2 separate regions of the Mus musculus genome follow, and region 1 is linked to region 2. Evidence: chromatin contacts called from public Micro-C data. All regions are on one chromosome and are shown on one strand. Each heading gives the region's core, a stretch centred on a gene start, on an enhancer-like site or on the middle of the called end of the contact. The rest is flanking DNA. Distances are from core to core; before and after follow the strand shown. Region 1 overlaps Robo1 (roundabout guidance receptor 1). Region 2 overlaps Robo1 (roundabout guidance receptor 1).

The links. Hi-C and Micro-C count contacts between places; a contact is called where the count stands out from the background.
Region 1: a contact with region 2 is called in a Micro-C map of granulosa cells, with 2.0 times the contacts expected there. The contact joins two enhancer-like sites. A contact is called at or near these places in 2 of 484 Hi-C or Micro-C datasets (granulosa cells and nephron progenitors), 5 of 115 datasets of contacts at active chromatin or transcription factors (astrocytes, embryonic basal ganglia, embryonic stem cells and 1 more) and 3 of 9 other capture datasets (embryonic stem cells, embryonic tail and embryonic trunk).

What each region holds. Positions count from the first base shown.
Region 1 is chr16:72,893,355-72,898,907 of GRCm38.p6, reverse strand. The region is part of intron 2 of Robo1 (roundabout guidance receptor 1); the gene reads right to left. Gm52248 (a long non-coding RNA gene) reads right to left here. Exons shown (of 2, transcript XR_003951923.1): 2 at 2,383-5,553. Among named protein-coding and RNA genes, the nearest start is that of Gm52248, 16 kb to the right of the region's middle. Within about 2 kb of position 1,682, at least 35 of the 459 cell types and tissues checked have an H3K27ac peak or open chromatin away from gene starts, as enhancers often do. A contact at or near this core is called in granulosa cells, where this site is marked.
Region 2 is chr16:72,697,186-72,702,765 of GRCm38.p6, reverse strand. The region is part of intron 1 of Robo1 (roundabout guidance receptor 1); the gene reads right to left. Among named protein-coding and RNA genes, the nearest start is that of Robo1, 37 kb to the right of the region's middle. Within about 2 kb of position 3,440, at least 40 of the 459 cell types and tissues checked have an H3K27ac peak or open chromatin away from gene starts, as enhancers often do. A contact at or near this core is called in granulosa cells, where this site is marked.

The DNA of each region.
Region 1 (5,553 bases), core at 433-2,932, 200 kb before region 2:
CTTGTCAGAAAGAGAAATTGAATAGGATTTCAGGCAGGTTGTTTTGAATGACCAGATATGCTTTGGGGGCTGCACAGGAATGTACAGGGATATCTAAACTGTTCGCTTTCCTGACTGTTTGTTGGGAAGTGATACTTAGAGGACAAAAAAGATTTAAATATCTCAAAATATTCTTAAGTCATCAATCAAATTTTAACTTTAAATAGTCCACATGTACAAGAAGATATGGCATTAAGTATGAGAACGAAAGGGACAGGGTGTGAAATAATACTTCATCCAGTGATGCGCCTTTAAAGGCACCATCTTGTAATGATATCAATGCCATTCTTTTCTAAAACATTACCTTCAAATATCGGATCTGTGCAGGGCGTTGAGCTTACAGAAATTGTTACCACATTCAGTTTTTCATGTTGACATGGGATCTATCTAGGAGTGTTCTTCCATAATTACACCATCTCTACAAGTGGTTTTAATGCATGCCACTTTATTTTAGAATGGTACATTTCGCTTTGGTTAAGCCCTGGTGGGGGGTGGGGCATGATATGCTGAAGAAGCGCTCGTTTCTCAAAGGCTGGAGCTTCTGAGATTTCAGAAGCTGCTGAATCTCCATCTTGGGAAAGAAGTTTACTGTCTACTTAAAAATTATGTTTGCCTACTCAGCTGGTGCTGGAAGACAGCACGTGTCAGTCAGTCTTAGGGAAGTGATAAGCAAATCACTGCAAACAGAAAGAGATCCTACTAGCAGAACAGAAGTACCTGGTAGTAATCTGTTCCTTTACATAAGGCATGCAGAAGGAGCCAGCTCAGTTAACACATGGGAATGTTCCCTCGGTCGGGTTCTGCTGGGCTGCAGTACTGGCGCCATGTTGTTCTTGGCCATTTTCCCCCACCATTATGATGCAGCTGGGGGGTGGGGGGTGGGGGGTGGGGAAACTAAGACCTTTTGTATATTGGGCAAAAATCAATGTTCGGTCTGCACTTACTTGTGATCTCTATTTCCATTTTGCAGAAGCCTCGACAACATTGTGATTCTTCCTGCTCTATGCCCTAGGATACTTCCCAGCATTTATTACAATGGCACCAATTTATGGAATCAAAGGATAGGTTGGTTTGGCATGCTAGGTCACAGTGAACATCTGTAACACATTCCAGAGAAAAGTGGACATTCATAAGAATAGACTTTCAAATAGCCAAGTCCCAGCAGATTAGAAAGTCTGGGGTAACGTAAGAAAAAAATCTGGAATATTGAAGGAGGTAAGCCAAGTGGATAACTCATGTCCTTTATGTTAAAACTGTCAGTAACCTACTGGACGGGCGTGCATCTTACATGCTTGAATATAAAGTGTGAGTGAAATTAATTTACTACTGAAAACTGCCTTACTTATGAGGCAGAAATTTATTGGCCTGTGACGCATCTGAGTTAGAAAACGGAAGTGGCACATTTCAGAATTACCAGTGCTTCTTGGAGAACCTTGTGACTGTGATAAGTAGACTTACAATGACTCAGTTATTCCCACACGAAACGGAGTTTTACGCTCGATCTCGATAGGGTTATTATGAAAACTAATTATTTAATGTTTATACAGGACTTGCCATTTTTATGGGGCATTACATCTACAAAGAAGTATTGCTATTAGTCACTGGGTAAGGAATTGCCAAATTTCTCAGCTGCCAGTACAAATGTGGAAGGAGGACAAAGAATGCCATTGACGAGGCCGCCTAAGCGCCAGAGTCAAAGTCACACTCAGGGATACCCTGGCAGGGTTAAAACAACAGAGACGAAATGGGGATATCTGAGCTATGGGACCCTGATTAGAGCAGGAGAGGAAGGCATTCTTTCTTTCTCCCATCAAACCAACTTTATATTCAGTATTCCACACTCAAAGAGTCTTTAGGCAAAAGAAAACTCTTCTGCATTTACTGCCTGCCTCTAGCTGAAGGTCAACTCCATGAGAACAATCACTTCCATATCACCGCTGCTCCGAACAGTGGGGAAGATATAGTAAGCACCCGCCAAGGTTCACTGTGCACTACGTGTACACTGGATATTAGGTATGGAATGGTGACAGCGACCAGCAGGAACCCTAGTCTCACAAAGCTCTGAGATAAAGGGAGGGCGACAGACAATATTTAAGTGAATGCTGTGGGTAATATATCATGGTAAATAAACAATTATTTATTGTATATTACTAAAAATGAGCACACATATATTTATGTGTACAGATGTACAATCAATATTATGTATTATTCTGCATATCATAATATGTAACATATTGCGTATATATGATTATGAACGCTGCTTTCCTAACACTGTAGCTCCCTTGGGAGAGAGAGAGAGAGAGCATTCAGCCCCTGCTCTCTGGCTGACAGGGTTTAAGACTGTTTTTTTTTTTTTTTTTTTGCTGAGAGCTGCAAACACTAACAAGCGCTGACTAAAGATGCAGGGGATTAAATTAGCTGAAAGACATCATTTTATAAATCACCTTAATGATGCTAGCTTTATCAACAATTCCACTTTGTGCAATATGCCACTTAGTCACCCTGAGGAAGTATTAGATGCGAAAGAAAAGTTTCGAAGATGATAACAAGATAAAAATACGTAACCGCGTCAAAATGTCGCATGTTATGATCCATTCTTGAATGCTGACTTCAGGAATCCATTTTTTTTTCTTATTGTCACTACATATTGGAAAGAAAACGTCTACAATCCAGGGAAATTTCAAGCTGCAAAATGTGTAGTTCGCAACCAATCCTTCCCAGAAGTTCATTGTTATAGGTGAATTGACTGAAGGCAAATCATATATAGAGAACAACCAGGAGGTTAGTGCATGCCTTGGTGTCCTGCTCAGCTTGTGAGACGGTGACAACACATTGTACCATGAAGACTCCTGCCTCACACAGAAAGAGAGTCCTGGTTGTGTCTTGATGCCTTAAAAATTCAGCTCCACCTGTAGTCCAAACCATGGGCAAAGCGAGGTGCGATGGACATCCGGATGCTTGACAAAAGATGCTTGTGATGGTCCACTCGGACAGCTTGGCATATGGACTTCCTGATGCCTCCGAAGTCTTAGCCAAGCTGGTTCGGTAGTTACCACAGTTATGTGATAAAGACAAATATAAATCATCTGCAACCAAGAACTTCACCAAGGACAGATTCAAATGCAACAAATGAACGAATCATAGACACGGCTCACAAAGATTAAAAGACAGAGGAAGGAAAAAAAAAGATAGACCAAAATCTGTTCAAAGTTGTTCTTCATAATATCTAGTCTGTAACAGGCACTAAATTTAAATAAATAAATAAATAAATAAATAAATAAATAAATAAATAAATAAATAAGCAAGCAAGCTACGGGTATAGAGATAGCCAGCCTGAAAAGTGTTTTCCATGCAAGTCCGAGGACCTAAGTTCAGATCTCCAGTTCTCACTGAAAAGCCGAGTGAGTATAGCAGTCTATCTGTCACCCCAACACTGCAGAAGCTGAGACAGGCAGATACCCAGCCCTCCCTGGCTAGCTGATTTCAGCAAGCCAGTGAGCTCCAGAGTCAGGGAGAGACTCTGATGCAAAGAGTAAGTAGGTGAACAACTGAGCAAGACCCCTGTATGGACCTGAAGCCTCTCTGAGCAGATGCACACACCCACACATATTCAAACACATACACACACAAACACTCACCGACCTTACCCTCCGAATTCTGTGATCCTTTCAAACATGTCCACGGGACCACTGTGATTCGTGATTCGTCCTACTGTTTAGTTATGGCCTTGTCCCTTCCTACCTATGGGTTTGCATGCAAATATTTGACCAACTGCAGAATGAACATATTTTTAAATTGTACTAAATTTAAAATTTATTTATTTATTTATTTATTTATTTATTTATTTATTTATTTATAACTCATTCATTCATTCATTCACTTTACATCCTGATTACTGCCCCCTCTCCAGGTCCCTCTCCTCCCACAGCCCCTCCTCCCATTAACTTTAATTTTGAAATTTATATTTTGAAATTTGTACCAAAAATGTATAGCCATTTTCATGTTATTGCCAAACATCAGAGTATAAACAATTTACGTAGCTTTACGGGGAGTATTAAAGGTAATCTTTACGGGGAGTATTAAAGGTAATCTAGAGAAGATGTAAAGTCTACTGCAGGCATGTGAGGGTGATGTGCAAATGCTACACCACGCCCTGCAAGGCACGGGAGCATTCGGAGGCTGGTGTGTGTTTGTGTGTGTGTGCATGCGTGTATGTGTGTGCGCATGTGTGTGTGTGTATGCATGCTTGTGTGTGTGTGTGCGCGCGCGCACGTGCGTGAGTGTGTGTGTGTCCCTGACACCAACATTCCTGGTAGGCACTGAGAATCCACTCTACGCATGTGTAATCACTTTCATTTGTACATTTTATTTCTTTAAATGTGCTGTTTTCCTGTTCCGTGTTCCCCTCTCCTGTTATTTCCCTTGCCGAATGCGTGTATATGGAAACTACCAATCGATTGATCGGCCCTCCTCCGTGAGTCTTCTGGAAGACCAAGAAACTGAGGAACGTGTCCTATGCTTGCTGCCCACAAACTTTGATCACCTCTGAAAGATCGTCATATAAAGATCTAGATTTTTCATTATGGGGTGGAAGACATGGAGATAATTTCACAGCACAGGCATTCTCAGGCAGACACATGAACAACAACTTGAATATAAGAAACGGCTGACCTTTGAAATCTATGGGGGTCAGACCGGGGGGGGGGGTGGGGGGAGCAGAGCTCTAAATATCTCGCCCCTCCCTCTATTCGAGTCACATGCTTTCCTGGCAGCCCCTCCCCCAGCACAACAGAAACCACACCCACAAAGCCCAACCAGGACAGGATCTCACAAATGAGTAACAATTATCTTCTCAGGACAAAACTTAGTGAAACCTCACAAGTTTAAGCTGCTCCTTCTAGGAGTTTTACTCTTCATCACAAAATTCACAGGAAACTAACCCTGGTCAACTGCTAATACCTTTATTGAGTTTGCTAAATAGAATTATCTGCCAGAGGTCTTTAAATCAAACAGTCTTACAGGATCAATCAAGGAAAGGAGAGTGTGGCAAACAGGGGCTAAACCAAATGGATAAAGGTGCCCGGTGCCTCTTTGGAGAGTGGGAAATTCTCTGCGCATGGCGGAAAAACAAATGTTAGAAGAGGTTAACAGACAGGCTTTTGAAAATATTCTATGAGCCATGTAAAGAACTATAAAACCATTAGCAACTTGAGGTGCAGAAACAATACAAAGGAAGCTATGAGCTTCAATATTCTGGGGGATCACTGCGGATTAGTCCTCCCTTTGGCAGACCCCAGTTGGGGTGGCAACATCTTTTGTAAATTTAACAAATGTAGATGGTTTTAGTTTTCACATAGCAGCTGTGACTTTCTTGACAATTAAAGAAGCAGCCTTTGATTTTTCTAAGCACTGAAAGACAGCTCTGTTTCTATTGTAGTTTTAGATGCTATTCAATAATGTTTGATTACCACAAAATTTTGTCTCTATTTTTAATATGTTGATACAAGGGTTTTA
Region 2 (5,580 bases), core at 2,191-4,690:
TCCCCTATCACTAGATACAGAGAGAGAATAGAGGTGCGTGAGATCCCCGTATTAATTTCTTTCCTTTTGTTTCTTCCTTGAGCATGACTACCAACAAAACACACACAACCCCCTGAACTACCAACAACAAACACACCACAGCTCTCGGGGGCCTAAGCAGTTCTACACCCTCTGAAAAGTTCCCAGAATTCCAAATGTCACACAATCACTGAAGCTCTCTGCAGCTCGCCAAGCCACGCCTCTCAGCTAGAGCAGGAAAGAAATCACAGTCAGCGGCTGTGGGCAGCCCAAGCAGTCCCACATCCCACACCTGGGGTTAAAACGAACACATACTCTCATAATATATGAGACAAATATCTCAGTGGTTTAAAAAACAAAACACGAAATTCCAGATTTGTCAATACTTTACCTAAGAGTAGGAATAACAACTTACTCCCAGGACTTTATCAGATCGGCAAATGTGGTCTCCTAGGCAGTTTTCAGAAAGTCTAACATACAGTCTGTCTATCTGTCTGTCTGTCTCGCGCGCGCGCAAAAAAGGGGATCACTACAACTTTTAAAACCAAAAGGAGACAAAGAAATGGCATTAAGCATTCTCCGTTGTCAACAGGAAGAGCTCTAAGCTGCTTAGCCTATCAGGTATAACCTTCCACAACCTGACCTGCTTTGCTTTCTTAAACTCCAGCTTCCACAGTTCCCCTCAGAGCTAGAAAAAGTCACATGACTCCTGGAGAAGCAAACCCATCTGGTTCCCCACTCACATGCTCCCTTCCTCCCCAGCCCATCCTCCTCATCCACGCGCTGTCCTCCCCTGCAATGTATATCATTATTAAAATACGGATGCGGATGCTGGCTTCAACAGACTTCATCCTGCAGCTTTGAATCATTCTTCTTCCTTTTTTTTTTTTTTAAACTCAAGTAGCAAGAAAGTAGCAAGTTCATTAATTCAGGAAATAGGACCTGAGGTGTGGAGGCAGATGTCTTCCTCCTGGGTAAAGCACATGATTAGCACAGGGTGACTCCCTAGATTCCATTCCTAGCACCAAAAGTCAGTAAGATATGCTTCATAACTACAACATATATCAAAAAATTTAGATTCAAGAACTTACCTATATAGATACAGATAATCACAATACAATTACTGGTGTGAACAGTATAGCATATTTGAATGACTAGGGGCATAGAGCCCTAGAGAGGCTATGCTAAAACTTTGGTATTCTGAGTATTACAATATACTACAAATATGTATTGCAGGTGTCATTATATATAGCCTTGGATGTCTTAAAGCTTGCTATGTAGACCAGGTTGTCATCAAAGTCACAGAGATCCACCTGCCTCTGCCTACGTTGTGTGGTGATTAAAAGCATGCACCACCATACCCGGCACCAATTTTTTAATGGCTAGTTTTGTTTATACTTTATTGCTTTCAAAAGTCACTTACACTGTGTGTGTGTGTGTGTCTGACTAAATACTTTAAATATATGTGTGTACGCATATATCTATGTGCATGTTAAATGTTCATGTACGTGTGTGAATTTTTTTGTGACAGCATTTCAGTCTATAGCTTGGATTATCTTAGAACTCACCATATAGCACAAGCTGACCTCAAACTTTCTGTGATCCTCCTGCTCAGCCTTCCAAGCACTGGCAACACGGTAACTGTGAAGTGCATGTAGCCAGGATACATACATGTTTCAGAACTTTGTCATTTTAGCCTCCCTTTCCCCATGCACAGGACTCTCTCGATCTATGATTACTGCTATCAAAGTCCACCATCTGTTAGGAACACAGAATCTGATCGGCCTCGTTAATTAGTTAATGACTAGAAGCCCCCTTAGCTCATGGCTCTCCAGGCTGATAAGTCCCAATGCATGGGACTGGCATCTGTTGAAATTAAAGTACGTTTAGACATATAAATCTAATAATGGCCTATATATTTACACATACAGAACCAATAAAATGAGATGCTTCCACCCCGTGGGAAGTTCAGTCAGCCAAGCTGGAGGCTGAGGAAGGAGAAGACAATGTCTACCCACAGCACTCAGTCATTTCAGCCAACTAACCCTATGCCTGGCTCTTTTGTACCAATGTTTTCAGACCAAGACCTTTCCAGCGTTTCCTTCTCCACGTTTGATGCTGACACTGCATAAAACACTGAGAAGACTAGCAGAGAAAGCAATACAATTGTGGCAGGAGGGTGGAACAGAGAGGGAGCCCTTCCGACCAGCACTCAAAGAAAGGCCGGAAGCCTCTCCCCACCCAGTCTGACCTATCATGCAAAACACCCCCTAAAGTGTGCAGCGCACAAATGCCCCAGTGTGTTCATCCACGAGCCACTGAGCCTTTGACCTCTCGCCGGCTCTCTCCACTCCACCGTCAGGTGTGCCCTTGGCTCTTATTAAACTATCTCTTCTATTACTGCAAATGTATGTCGGGCCAAATCTTTGTTCGGAAACATAAGAACTTAGCAGTCTCGCCAGGCACCCTCCCGACCCTAAGCCATGCTTAGCCTATAACTGTATCAATGTGTGAGTACAGTCATGCCAAAGTGCATATGTGGAGTCTTCGCGGTACTGTAGATGCCACCCGTAACATTGAAGGTCTTGTCGTTAGGCATCAGAACCATGGTATGTAACAGTCGTGTGTGTGTGTGTGTGTGTGTGTGTGTGTGTGACTCACTGTGAGGATACAAAATGTCTCTCGTAATGTTCCCCACAAGTCGCCAGCACCGAGATGCTCAAGAACCCCTGATCCTAATGGTTCCAGAGAGCCTGCTCCATCCGGAACCATCTGCACAATTAAAAGGAAGTGCTCAGGGACAAGGGAAAAGGCTGGACCATCCAAGGCTAGACCTCGTGCCTCTTCCGTAACTAAAATCTGGGTCCTGAGGCTGCAAGAGTTAACAAGAGAACACTGTATCCACAGTGCATTCTCAGCCCATTTACGCCCAGTCAAGGTCAAACGCTGCTCAAATCTGCACTCCCTCTGACTATTTACAAACCTCCTTATCCACACTAGTCCTCTTCAAGTTCTGCCATCGCTCTTCAGGACAGAAGTATTTATTTAATCAACAAGTACAGCTTGAGGAACATCAGGCTCTTATTCATGGCTAAGTAATTAAAAACGGAAAACACATCTCCGAATGCCTAATATATGCAGGCATTAATTGGTTCAATTGGCGAATGTTTCCCCAGACTGCATTTGTTTCTGGTGGATGGGCCCTACGTTCCCACCCATGCCTCCTGGCTTTCAGGGTTTGCTAATTAGTGCTTTCCTAATCCCATTCAGAAAACTAGAGCAAGTCTTTTGCCATTCCCCTTCCAGAAATGGGTGGTCATTGAGATTAGGTCAAGCCAGCTCAGCCTACAATGGCATCCTTAATCAGCCAACGCGAAATCAAAATGAGGCAAAAAAAAAAAAAAAAATCCTGGCTTTTATCTCACACTGTCTTTGGAGCTAATTAAAATGCAGGGGCTCTTCCTCCTGTGACAGCCCTGCTGTTCCATACACTAATAAGGCAACAAAAGGTGCTGAAAGCAACGGGCTGAATAATTGTTGAAATTTACAGTTCCTTAATGGCAACTGTTAAAAGATTTCTGCCTCTTCCATAGAGTCTATTGCCTTCTGCTAAAGCCTCACCAAAGAGTTCTGCTCCCGAATTCATAGTAAGAATCACACACATTCGTAGGGGATTGTGTTCCTCTAAAGGGATGTCCCTTTTTTTGTTTGTTTGGTTTGGTTTTCTATTCCTTAGTTGGCTTTTTACACACTCTACTAACCAAAGAGTTAAATAAATACCACCATGCTTTTTAAAATATGTCCCCAGAGTATGATGGGGGCGGGGAGGGGGGAATGGGGAGGTTGTCTGTTGCCTTAAAGGAATCTCTGAGAGTCTGTTGGTATAATACAGACAAAGGTGAGAGGAGAAATGGAAAACACAAATTACAGGCAAAAGAAGAAAGAAAGAAAGAAAGAAAGAAAGAAAGAAAGAAAGAAAGAAAGAAAGAAAGAAAGGAAGGAAGAAAGAAGGAAGGAAAGAAGGAAAGAAAGAAAATGCACACAGAGCCAGCTACATGTGCAAGTTGGGATTAGAACCTTCCTAGTCAACCAAAAGAAAATTTTAAATTAATAACCAACCTTAATAAAAAAAAAATTCCCTCCTCAGCTAGAGTAAGCTTTTGATCTGACTGCTTCCCTCCCTCCGGGTATTTCTTTATGTTTATTAAAATGCACCTCCAGCATGTTACAAGTAAAACAATAATTTCCTACACTTAAATACATGTACAAGCATATAATTTGGGGATACAGTTGCCAAGGAACACCACATGTTCCAAACGCATATACTAAATTAAATCCACATTATAATTATATTGAAAAATCAATACATTCGGAGGGGATTCAACACGTTCAAAGAGTCGCAAACTGTAATTGTGAGAAAGTGACCTACCTACCTCCCTGAGCCCTGGCAGGATGTAAGACACCTGGACAGGAGGTGGGTGCCCACCTCAAAAGCCTGAGCATAAAAACATCTTAAGAGGTTCTAATCTCTCCTGGCACCATGTCACACTGCCATGGTGATGTGTTATCACTAAGAGGTACCCAAGGCAACCTTGAAGCTGCATGTACAAGCTCCCAAATCAGATATATATGGATGATATAGAAATAAAACACTCTTTCCAAGAGAAGAATTATTCCACACTCAAAAAGTTAAATATCTGCACCACAGGCTTTTGGAAAAGCAGTCACCCTGTCACCTGATATTAAAATAAAACAGAGTGGGCAATGGTGGTACACACCTTTGATCCCAGCACTTAGGAGGCAGAGGCTGGGGGAATCTCTAAATTCTAGGCCAACCTGGTGTACAGAGTGAGTTCCAGATAGCCAAGGTTATGCATAGAAGTACTCTTGAAAAACGAAACAAACAAACAACAACAACAAAACCCAAAAACCATAGTATCAATTATTATTTACAGCATAGAAAGACAAGTAGTAAAAATATATTCTTTTTCAGATGAAAACTAGCTTCTTGGGTCTTTGCCACTTACTTGTTATGTGTGTGCAATTTTTAAAATGTCAAGACATGTCAGTCTATGAGAATGTATAACAATACACCCTTGGAAGAAGTAGCTAAAATGATCAATCAGAAGAGATGATATCAAATTGGAAGAAATAATAATTGAGAATAAGTATCAGGTTTCAAAAAACACATTAATTTAAACCAACAAACCACTACTAACACCCAAACTATCATTATCAACTAAGCTATCAAAGTAAGGTAATAATAACTCACTTACGTAAAACACGAAATATGTGTTATGTGTATTAAATCATTCTATCCTTTCTTTCAGGTATGAAGCAGGTACTGTTGTCTCAGGCAACTCGGGAGGGAGAGAACTGGGGCACAAAGTATTTTAAAAATGTCACTTTCCCAGGCTCACAAACCTTGTAATTAGAGGCTGAGCTTATGCACTTAATCATAGCATCACTGTATATAATTAAATAAATTACAGGATATTATAGTTTATTTTATTGTATTTTATACAACCGTAATGGTTAATATTTATGAAAGGTCAGAAAGTT